Regions from separate parts of the Oryctolagus cuniculus genome. Here region 2 is linked to region 1. A link is a contact called in public Hi-C data. All regions are on one chromosome and are shown on one strand. The core of a region is the stretch at or near the end of the contact, and the rest is flanking DNA. Distances in the headings are between cores, read along the strand shown.

Evidence for each region. Hi-C and Micro-C count contacts between places; a contact is called where the count stands out from the background.
Region 2: a Hi-C map of an unstated tissue shows a contact between it and region 1, with 2.6 times the contacts expected there. The contact joins the enhancer-like site here to the promoter of ZHX2 in region 1. A contact is called at or near these places in 2 of 6 Hi-C or Micro-C datasets (psoas muscle and an unstated tissue).

Annotation. Positions count from the first base shown.
Region 1 is chr6:148,603,981-148,609,450 of mOryCun1.1, reverse strand. It overlaps ZHX2 (zinc fingers and homeoboxes 2), which reads right to left and starts at 2,131. Exons shown (of 4, transcript XM_051844015.2): 1 at 1,631-2,131. LOC103348124 (a long non-coding RNA gene) reads left to right here and starts at 1,758. Exons shown (of 2, transcript XR_007918718.2): 1 at 1,758-2,082.
Region 2 is chr6:148,665,895-148,671,364 of mOryCun1.1, reverse strand. All of the region lies in intron 1 of ZHX2 (zinc fingers and homeoboxes 2), which reads right to left. Among named protein-coding and RNA genes, the nearest start is that of ZHX2, 61 kb to the right of the region's middle. Within about 2 kb of position 2,019, at least 4 of the 8 cell types and tissues checked have an H3K27ac peak or open chromatin away from gene starts, as enhancers often do.

The DNA.
Region 1 (5,470 bases), core at 882-3,381:
ATCTAAATGCTTCCTGATACTGCTGCCCCGGGAGTGAACTCCATACACCCGCCGCTGCCCTCATAAAGACAAAGTCACCTCTTGACTCCAGCCCGGAAGAGCCCTCAGAACCTCACGCCTGTGCGTGCACAAGCGTTGCCCTCCGCGCCACATAAAGGAGCGCTGGCTCCTCTGTGTGCATGTGCGTTACAAGGGCAGTTGTGGTAATTCTGAGAGACCCCAAGGGATCCTGGCCAACAGGGCCTGCCTGGGGTCCTTGGCGAGAAAACGATCCCGATCACGACAGTAGTGGGTAGGGACAGGACTCCAGGGTCTGAGACGGATCCCTTGGGCCCAAGCTGAGCAGCAAACTCTTTTTAAAAAGGGGAGGGCTCCAGGCAAAGTCTGTATTCATCCAGCCCCCTCCTCCTGCTCGCCCCAAACAAAAGACCCTGGCCAAAGAACTGAAGGCGAGACCCCACTGGCCGAGCACTCGGGTCGAAGCCCGAGCAAATCACAACTTTGCTTCCCTGTCCAGTTTTCTCCCCAGCCTGACCAGCTCTCCTCCTCGCCCGTCCCCCGCCCCCCTCCTCCTCCTCTGAGCACTGCACAGCGAAGAGGCCAAAGGGATCGTCCTGTGATGCTCGCCGGCTTCCAACTTTCCGCTCAGCTCTGTCTCCGCAGCCTCCTGCAAAGCGGCTGGGAAAAGGGCAAGTTTGCAAAGCCCAGGGTACCAAGTCCTGGGGAAGCCACAAAGAAGCTGCAACACCAACAAAGATTAACCTCTTGTGGGGCGGTCGCGCAGGGGCTGAGCGTGGGCTCCCGCGGCCGTGCGCACCGCAGGACCCCCCGTGGTCCCCCCGCCGTCCCCAGACCCCCCGCCGGGCTCGCTGGCACCTGAGCGCCGCGCGGCGCGGCGCGCCCCGGCCCTGCCCCCCGTCAGGTAGCGCGCGGCGCGCCCCTGCCTGCAGCCGCCGGGAGCGGCCGCGCGGCGAGGCAGCCTCAGCCCACGGCGCCAGGCTTCCTGCCACCACCGCACGGCGCGTCGTCACCGCGGAGGGGCGCGGGCCGCACGCGCAGCCCCCGCCGCTGCCCGCGCGCCCCGCCGAGCCGGGGCCGCGTCCCGGGGGCGTCCCCGCGGGACCTGCCCCGCTGGCACAAAGCGCCGCAGCTCGGCCGGGGAGGGAGGGCGCCGGCCACGGAAGAAATAAATAAATAAAAACAGAGTCGGGTCTACGTAACGCCCTGTCGAAAGCGGACGCCATATTTTTTTGTGGCTTATGTCGACATAGGGAAACGTAGACATGTTGTTCCTCCTCCCCTCCTGCTCGGTCTGCCTCCCGTTTATCCAAACTTGCAATCAGAACTCTTTTTTTTTTTTTAAACCTCCTTCTCCGTATCCGCACCTCTCTTCCCACAAGCAAAAAAAAAAAAAAAAAAAAAAGCCTGCACCCCCCCCCCACCCCGGTCCTGCTCCCGTACCCCCCCACCCCCTCATCACGGACACGGCCAAGTCCCATGAACAGCGCGTTTTGGGGAGCGGCGGCGGCGGCGGCGGTGGGAAAGTTGGGGCTGGAGCGGCCGGCGCCCGGCGAGCGGGCCCGGGGCGGCGGCACGGCCGGGGGTGCTCAGCGCGGGCGAAGTTTCTTACCTGCGCCGGGGCTGGAAGGCGGGCGCCGGCCGGGCCGAGACGCGGCTCGGGTTCCAAAATGGAACTGCTGCTCCCACCCACGGCCCCGCTGCCCGGCGGCGCCCGGTCGCGGCGTGGGAAAGGGGGGCCGCCAGCCCGCCGGACCGACGGACGGAGGAAGCCCCCGGACGGAGGACGGTAGCCAAAATTTTTAAAAGAAAAAAAAAAGGGAAAAAAAAGGGGGAAAAAAATGCCTCGATCAGTGGGGAATCTACGCCAAAACCCACATGATCTGTAACGTCAGCATGCGTATTTGCATACGGTACCACCGCCGGGCGCCGCCGGGCTCGGGCTCCGCGCAAAGTTGCAAAGTGGCCTTGGGGCCCCGCGGAGACGCCGGCGCGGTGTCATTTTGAGCCGGGAGCTGGAGGCTGGGGGGAGGCTACCCCTAAAGGCACTGGTCCCTGGCCAAGGTGTGTGTGTGCGTGGAGGGGGGGGGAGCAGACATTCACTGGAAAGTCCGAGCCCAGTAACGGACTCGGTGGAATTTCTGCGAGAAGAGGAGGGGGCGGCGCGAGCGAGCTCATTGAATATTAAGCACGACCCGGCTCCGCGGCCGCAGCCCAACCCGCGGCGTGCAATACCCATTTTCTTTATGAAAAGTTCAAGGTGTCACTGATGAGCTCAACAAACTGTTGATCCTGACCACGTGGAGGGGCGGGCCCGGGGCCGCGGGGCGCGCTCGCTGGCCCGGCACCCGCCGCGCCCGGACCCGCGTCCCCTCGGCGACTCCGGGCGCTGCGCGCGGGTGGGGTGCGTGGGGGGGGGGGTCGCCGCGCTCCCCCAGGGCGCTATCCGCGCCCTGGCGCGCCCTCGGCTTCAGGAATGTAATAACCATAATAATAATTTTTTTTAAAAAAAGCGAGATCTACTTTGCTCCCTGGATAGAAGCGAGACAACTCGGGGCAGGGAGGGGAAGGAGCCCCCACTTATGTAACGGCTGGAACTTGGCTCTCCTTCGCTGGGGAGAGTCGGGGATTTCCGTCCGCGCGGGTCTGAGGCTGGTTAGAGATCTGCAAACTTTTTCCCCTGAACAGCCGGTAAACAAACTCACACCCCGGGAGGCGACTTAAACTCCAGTCGGGCCCGCGAGCGCTGGGATCCTCAGACCCGGGGACACGCACACGGCTGCGGCGCGTGCAGTGAAGCCCCTGGAGAGCGAGGCCACCACTTTCGGGACCGAGACGCGCGAGGGGGAGCCCGGACGGCCTCCGCCTCGAGCTCCCCCGCGGCGCTTAGAGCGCTGGCGGGCGGGGTCTCGGAACCGCAAGTGAACAGGAGTTCCCGGCGTCTGGCTCCTGCAGCAGTGGTCGGCCCCGGAGCTCCGAGCGATTCGCGATGCAGGGACACTTGGAGACCCTAATGCGGCAACCCGTGTGTGCCGCGCGTTCCCGAGCCCGGGTGGACCCCGCTTTGCTTCTGTTGGCCGGAGGGCGCTGCGTTAGCTCCCGGGTTCTCGCCGGGGGAGAGCGCGCGTGAGCCGAGTCCGGGCGAGGGGCTGCGGTCCGGGTTTGGTTTTGACACTTCGGAGTGCAGCGCGAAAACAAAAGGAGCCTGCGGCGGGGAGACTCTGCGCAGTCCCCGCCCGGCCTGCGGATTAGCAGGCGCGGCGCAGCGCGGCGCGGCGGGCTTCCCGGCCAGCTTGGCTCTGGGGAATTAGAACGAACTCTAGTGGCGGTTTGAGTTCGGCTCTGGGCGCCAGGGCAGCAACAGGTGGCCGGGTGCGGTGCAGTGGCCGCTGACGAGGCCGGGAACTGGGGTGGGCAAGGCTGGCTTTGGGCGCCGACCGCGTGGCCGGCGCGCTGGGAGACGGGAGACCGCTTGGCGGTTTGGTTTCCTAGGCTGGGGAGGAGGAAGTAGCTGAAAGACGTGCAAGGGTTCCCATTTCCCCCGGGGCTCCCCTTTCTCTGACATAAATAACCCCTTGACTCCCCAGGAAAGAAAATTGTAATTAAATTAGCTGCTATGCAAAACTTTCTCAATGGCCTGCACCTGTTCCTTTGGTCTTTGCTGATGCAGGGTCTGCCTGTCTGTTTGCTTTTTAATAACCCATAAACAAGGTCCTGGCTTGCAGGTGCTACCCACCGGTCTAGAATTTGCGAACTAGAAAATTACAGGATTCTGATAAGAACGCCGTGATGATTACAGTCCAGCACAAGTCCGTTCGGCCAAGGTCCTAAGCTGCTTGCCTGTGGCATCAGAAATTAGGGATGCTGGTTTTCCACCCTAAGAGGGTCCTGGGATAGTAAATGGGGGGAAATGCCGATAATTTTAGCATTTTTGCATTGCTTACCTTGATATGCCCTTGTAGATCATTCTACTTCCCCTTCTGTTTAAAAAATAACTAGGCACATGTTTCAAAAAATTTGTGGAAAATGAAATTCAATGTATTTTGGTTGAAAATAGAAATATGGTTTTTCCTAACATATATTTCTGTGAAATTTTTGAAGACCCTGCATATGCATGGACTTCAAAAAAATTTTTTGCAGCAAAATAAACCTATTTTATTTAAATTTTCTACGAATTTTTGGAAGGATCTTTGTGAGTCTGTTTCCATGGAAATTACCCAAACCTTAAAAATGATTCCTGTTTTGAGGCTGCACCTCATCTTGATGATCAATCACTCAGGAGGGTTTTCTGGAAGCTGAGTTTCCCTTGTCTCAGGCCCCCTGCCAGCTGCTTCAGGCTGGGGGAGATTATGTATACCGGGAGGGCAGCTCGGATGCTGGGAGCCGGAGAACCCCACGGACCCTGGCTTCCTCTCTCTTCAGGGCCCTTGGGTCTCATGGAACTGTAGGGGTGAGGAGCTTCTGTGCAGTGTGTGTCTTTACATTGTTCTAGATTTAGCATGGACTGGACTTTCACTATCTAAAGAACCAGCGAGGAATAAAACAAGGATGACTTTTGCATTTGTTGTCAAAAGAGTAAGCAGACCCTTATTTGATAGGGATCAGGAGTGTGGAACCAAGACTCTCAAGGGTATTGTTCAGTTTTTTTGTATGGTTGCTGCTTAATCTTTACAACAATCCTATCAGCCAACCATTCTCAAAATCTTTTGACTCAGGTTCCATTTAAAGTCATATTGAAGATCCTAAATATCTTTTATTTTTTTGGGTTGGATACATATTTGCTGTATTGGAAAATTAAATTGGAAAAGATGAAAAGTACACTTTCCATTAGCCTGCAGAGCAGTGACATCATTGCATGTCACATAACCTTTGGTAAACTCTGCTGTGCACCTATGAGGAATCAGAGTGAAAAGGACCACTATGAAAACAGTTCTCACCTCGAGGACCCTGAAAGGGTCTTGGGGACCGCCAGGATCTCTGGCCATAATTTGAGACCCGCTGTCCGCTTATATTATTATCCACATTTTACAGGTGAGGAAGCCAAGGCTCGGAGAAGTGTAGCAACCAGCCCAAGGCAAATGAAGGAAACTAGGATAACTGAGCACCAGTTCATTAGAGGCTAGAACCAGAGCTCCATTCCACCTTTCTGATAACAAACTGAGCTCAACCTCTAGACTAGAGCAGCTGTCCGGCTTCCCATGACTGTCTTCATTGACAGCAAAAAGTTTTGAGGCTGGGCACAGCACTAGCCTTTATCACATCCTTAGAACCACCTACCTGACAGTAGTGTTTTCCCACCTTATAGATGACAGGACTGCAGTTGGGGCAGGATGAGAAGCTGCTTTGAATTCCCAGAACTGGCAAGTGGTAGAATCTGGATTCCCACTTTGGTGGCTTCAGGAAGGAGCCATGGGGTTTTCTACATGGTCCAGTGGTGTGGGGAAGGGCACTT
Region 2 (5,470 bases), core at 770-3,269, 62 kb before region 1:
CAGGGACCCTGTGATCTTTAGAAAGGGCAAGCACAGGGTGATCTGGTTTGTGCTGGGAAAAATCCTCCTGGGCACCTGGCCTGAGCCCCAGGGAACCCTGGCTCCAGTGCGGCTGCTGGCAGATGCGAGGGTGAAGCATCCACCTTTGATTGTGGCTCATGTTTCTGAGGAAAGACACAGCTCCCTGGAGACTGGGCATCGATGAAAACCGGCCCTTGCAAAAGAGGCGTAAGTGAGCTGGAAACACAAGCCCTCTGGGCAGGCAGTGGTTTCTGTCTTGAAAATCAACAACAGCAGCCAACAGAGGCTCAAGCCTGGGGGGACCCAGCTCTTTCACAATCCCCAGCGCGCAGGAATCCAAGGCGAGTGGGAGAAGGTGGCGCAGAGAAGGGGGTCCGAGAGAGCCGTTACCTCCCAGAGTGGGTGTGTCTGCTGCCCTCCTTGGGGTGGAAATGTCTCACTTTGTGAGCACAGGGACAGAGAGGACATTCCTAGCTGGAGACTGAGAAACCCAGTTCAGAGGACCGTGTCCGCCACTGAAGAACTTTGTGGGGGCTGGTGCTGTGGCGTAGCAGGTAAAGCTGCCACCTGCAGTGCCGGCATCCCATATGGGTGCTGGTTCAGGTCCTGGCTGCTCCACTTCTGATCCAGCTCTCTGCTGTGGCCTGGGAAAGGATGGCCCAAGTCCTTGGGACCCTGCACCCACATGAGGGACCCAGAAGAAGCTCCTGGCTCCTGGCTTCGGATTGGTGCAGCTCCAGCCATTACGGACATTTGGGGAGTGAACCCGTGGATGGAAGACTCTCTCTCGCTCGCTCTCTCTCTGCCTCTCTTCTCTCTCTGTGTAACTCTTTGAAATAAATAAATAAATAAATAACTCTTAAAAAAAGGACTTTGTGTTCACAATATACTGCATTCACTCTGAGCCTTAGTTTTGTTATCCATAAAGTGGGATTGCATCATGTTATGCAAGTAAGGTGCTAGGGTTCACAACGAATGCTTTCTGAATATGATCATTCCACTCACCCCCCCCCCCCATTCCCATCCCCGCTGCCTCTTGAACTTGGGGCTGGTCCACACTTCATGACTACTTGGTACATGAGAGGTGCGTAAGCAATGCTGGTTTCGCTTCCCTTCTTTGACACAGCTTGTGTTTTCTGGCCATGCTCAGCACATATCTGGGTGTCCCGGAGGTGTTAAGAATGCCATGTGGATTGGATCCTTCCGCACACAATGCGGCGGCTGAGAACACAGAAGAAGGCGGCTAGCTGTGTTTTCTCCCGGCTGTATCTTGTTTTGGATCCTTTATTAAATGTCTTACGCACTGCTTGCCTTCAGGGTCAGAATAAAATTCCAGAGGTTTCCACTTTGCGCTCATAAACGATTCTCGCTAAATTCCCTCTCTCTTGTTTAATGTGTGTGTGAGAGCACAAACGTACTGACTCATACTTGGAAAAACTCTCTCTCCCTAACACATTCCAAATTTGTCGAGTCACATGAATTGAGCAAGAGCACTCAATGTGGCTGCTAGCCCCAAGCCGACGAGCAGTTAAGCCAGCCACTTGGGACTCCATCTCTCCCTCTCCTGCCTCCCTGCCCTTAGCTGGGGCACCACCCAGCACTGAATGGTGCAGGAGGAGGCAGATGCAGACTGCAAGGCCTGGGAAGGATGTGGCAAAGCCAAACTCCAACTACAAGGCGAACTCCAATACAAAAAAAATTTCTTCATCTAGGATCACCACAATCAAACAGCCTCAGTCATGAGGTCAGCCCGCACTGGCTCACGCACTCTGCAGGCCGACTCCTTTAACCCTCACAGCCACTCAGTCAGGGAGGCACATGATTGTTCCTGTTCTCCAGGTGAGGAAGCTGAGGCACCAGAGTATTAACTCGTCCAAGGTCCCACAGCGTCCAGAGGGCACAGCCGAGACTCAAGTCAGCCTAACTCTGCAATAGAAAGAAGCTCTTGCACACTGGACCACACATTCTGAAAGGAGAGAATTCTATCATCGAAGAGAACTCTTGATTCCACAGATGTCCGTGTGGCATTCAGTCTACAAACCCGGCATCGGGGGTGGCGCTGCTTCTCCTGACTTTGGGATCACAGAGAGGAGGTGTGAGGTGTGCCCAAGTCACGACATAAAGGTGCGAACAGGCAGGATTATAACGTGGCATGGACACAGAGGGCTCTGTCAGGTGTTGATTCTGGCTGGGGCCATTGGGAAGGGCAGCCTGGGGCAGGAGCCATGTTAGCTGGATTGAAGGATGCATAGGAGTCAGAAGGGAGGTGACTGGAGCAATTGCTGGGAGCTCCCATCTTGGTTCTGGGGTGGGAGCATCACCCTTGGGGTGGCGGAACCTGCACGCTGGCTGGGGAGAAGCATGGCAGACAGAAAGGAGGCCTCCTGGGACCAGGGGTAGGGGAGAGGACACAGGGCACTGAGCCAGGTGCAGGGGCTGTGGATGTGAACCGGGCGGGAGCTCCAGGCCCCTAGCTCCTGGGCCTTGGTTTCTCCCAGCTAGGAGGAGAGCAACAAAGGAAGTTCTTGCATGTTCCAGCTGGTGGAACTTCGGGAAGCTCCCGATTTACCTCCCCATTTTGGAGTTGAGGGGAGCAAGAGCCAAGAGAAGCCGCCTTTGTGGAAGTCCTAGGACTCAAAACTCCCACTTTCCGGTGCAGCCCTGCTCCCGTGGCCTCTCTGCAGGAGTCCGGGAGGCTCCACCATGCAGCGAGAGGGCAGAGTCAGCACCATCACAAGTGACCCGGCCACTCTAGTGGTCTCAGGCCCCAAACCCCTAGAGGCCGGGAAGGCTCAGCCACAGCCCTCCCACCACACCCTCTCAATGCACATTCAAGAAGTTTCTCTGTGGCCCTGGTTTTCCCTGACAAGAGGTGCGTCTGGCTGTGACCCACATGGCCTTGCATCTCCGGTGGGGAGCACAGTCTCGAGTCAGCAACCTGCCCATTGCACAGTGACCACGGATGCCAGCACTGAGGCTGCCCAGCTGGTGCCTACAGTCTCTGCCTGGCTTCCCTGGGGCGGCGGCTCTGACCTGGACAGTCTTTCCGGACCCTCAAACGTCAAGCTCTTAAACCAAACTCCCGTTCCCCACACACCCTCCTCCTCCCTCCTCCCCGCTCCAGTACGCCCTCCCTGGTGCTCCAGCCTCCACCCAGAGGCTCTTCTCTGAAGTCCCTCTTTCCTGAGGGCTTGCATCCCAGTTCAGCTGGGCAGTGGTCCTGTCTCCCCAAAAGGGTGGCAGACTCAGAGGACGGGGCCGTGTGCAATGACAACCACAGCAAATAGTCACATAGACATCGGGTATGCTCACCACTGGGCCTTTGCACTTGCTTGCTGCTCCACTTTGCTTAGAACACTCTGCCCCACTCTGTATGTGGCATCCATGTCTTATCAAAGTCACCTCCCCAGTGCCCTTCCCAGCCAGCTGCCTCCCCGGCTGCCCCCTATTTTACCATGGTTTTACATGGTCCCCGCTCTGCAGGTGAGAAGGTAAGTAGGTTGGCTAAGGTCACTTGGTGGTGAGTGGCAGGGTTAGGTGTCAGACTTGAATTTGTTTGACTTGAAAGTCTACATTTTTGGGGCCTGTTCTGTGGTGCAATGGGTTAAAGCCCTGGCCTGAAGCACTGGCCTTCCATATGGGCGCCGGTTCTAGTTCTGGCTGCTCCTCTTCCTATCCAGCTCTCTGCTATGGCCTGGGAAAGCAGTAGAAGATGGCCCAAGTCCCTGGGCCCCTGCACCCATGTGGGAGACCTGGAAGAAGCTCCTGGCTCCTGGCTCCTGGCTTTGGATCAGCACAGCTCTGGCCATTGCAGCCATCTGGGGAGTGAACCAGCGGGTGGAAGACCTCTCTCTCTGTCTCTACCTCTCTCTCAAACTCTTTCAAATAAATATAATAAATCTTTTAAAAAAGTCTACATTTTTAATCACTGGCCTCTGCTGCTTCCTTCCCTTTAGTGTTCTCAGAATTCACCTAGTAAGGACACGGGAAATACTTGTGGGTCGAAAGATCTGGAATACCATGTTTCCCGAATGTCAAACAGCCAGGGAAGCCCCTCCCTCCCTCCCCTAAGCACTGACGATGCAGAGAAGGACAAGGGTTCCTGATGCACCCTCAGGAGTCTCAGACTGGCAGCTCTGATTCAAACGCCAGCCATAGCGCTGTCATGGGCTGGCATACGGCGCTAAAAAGTAGCAGGGAACTGGAATGCTCATGGGCTATGCTGGGGGCCTGGGGTACCTAGAGCCACATAGGGTGCCCTGGGCAGAGTAAGAGCAGCCAGGGAGAAGGCTGTGGAACACGGTGGAGAAGGTGGGGTTTGGTCCCTGGAGGATGGGTAGGACAGCACCAGCTGTGGGGGTGGGGGTGGGGGTGGGATGCACTCCAAGGAGGGGAGCAGATGGTGAGGTCTGGAGGAAGGGCAGAGAGAGTGAGGGCAGCTGGGCGTGGCTGAGATGGGGGAGGGGAGCTGGTGTGGTGGGTGCAGGGGTGCGGGGTCACCACACCCGCTGTTTTCCTGCAGGACCAGGAGCCCTGGAGAAGATTTGCAGCAGGGAGGGGACACGGGGCCATCTATGCTGTGAACACATTCAGATGCTGGACTTCTGGCTTCCTGGCTGTGAAATGGGCCCCTCACCTGTAAAACGGGCCTCGTGCCACTGTGTCTCAAAGGACTGCTTGTGGGGATCAGAGGGAAACAAGACAAGAAAAGCCCCAGCACAGTTCCCGGCACATGGAGGACACTTGGTTGAGCCCACATGACGATGAACATTCATTGCAGATCTCGTGTGGGCAACAGCAGGGGCAGGCAGCTGGGCGCCCAACTTATTAAAGTCAGAAAAACCCCGGTGTGCACCCAGGGAAGACTCAGAGGCAGGAAGTGGTAAACGTGACTTTCAGATCAGCTTTTGCAACCTGTGTCTCAGTTGCCTGATCTGTCAAACGGGAATCTCCCTGGCTGTGCAGGTGGGGTTTCTACGTGAATTAGACAAGAGATGGGAGGCTGCTTTAAAGTGAACAAACACCATGGGGGTTTCATTTTCCTTTTCCCATCCAGAGCGTTGTGCACAGGGGAGATGTGCACCTGGGGCTCCGAGTTCTGCAAGCCACTGAGGCAAGAAAAGTAGCAAAAGACAGTACAGCAAGATGCAAGCAAGAACCTGATTAAAAAAAAAAAAAGCTCCCAGCTTAGACCTCTCCCTGTAATACCCTTGGCTCAGCTCTTTCCTCCCATTCTCCTCCTCTCCTTTTGCGTTCACACCAATGACTCAAAACTCCTACCAGAGTCTCAGTCTCAGAAGCCTCGATTTTTTTTTAAGCTGGAAAATGTGATCGAGTGCGTTCCCCACAGTTGACAGATGAAGCTGAGAGCCACAATAGAGAATGTGTTAAAAACCCGTCTCTGCTGGGTATTAGCTCGTGTGACTCCCACGACGCTGTTTAAGGTCTC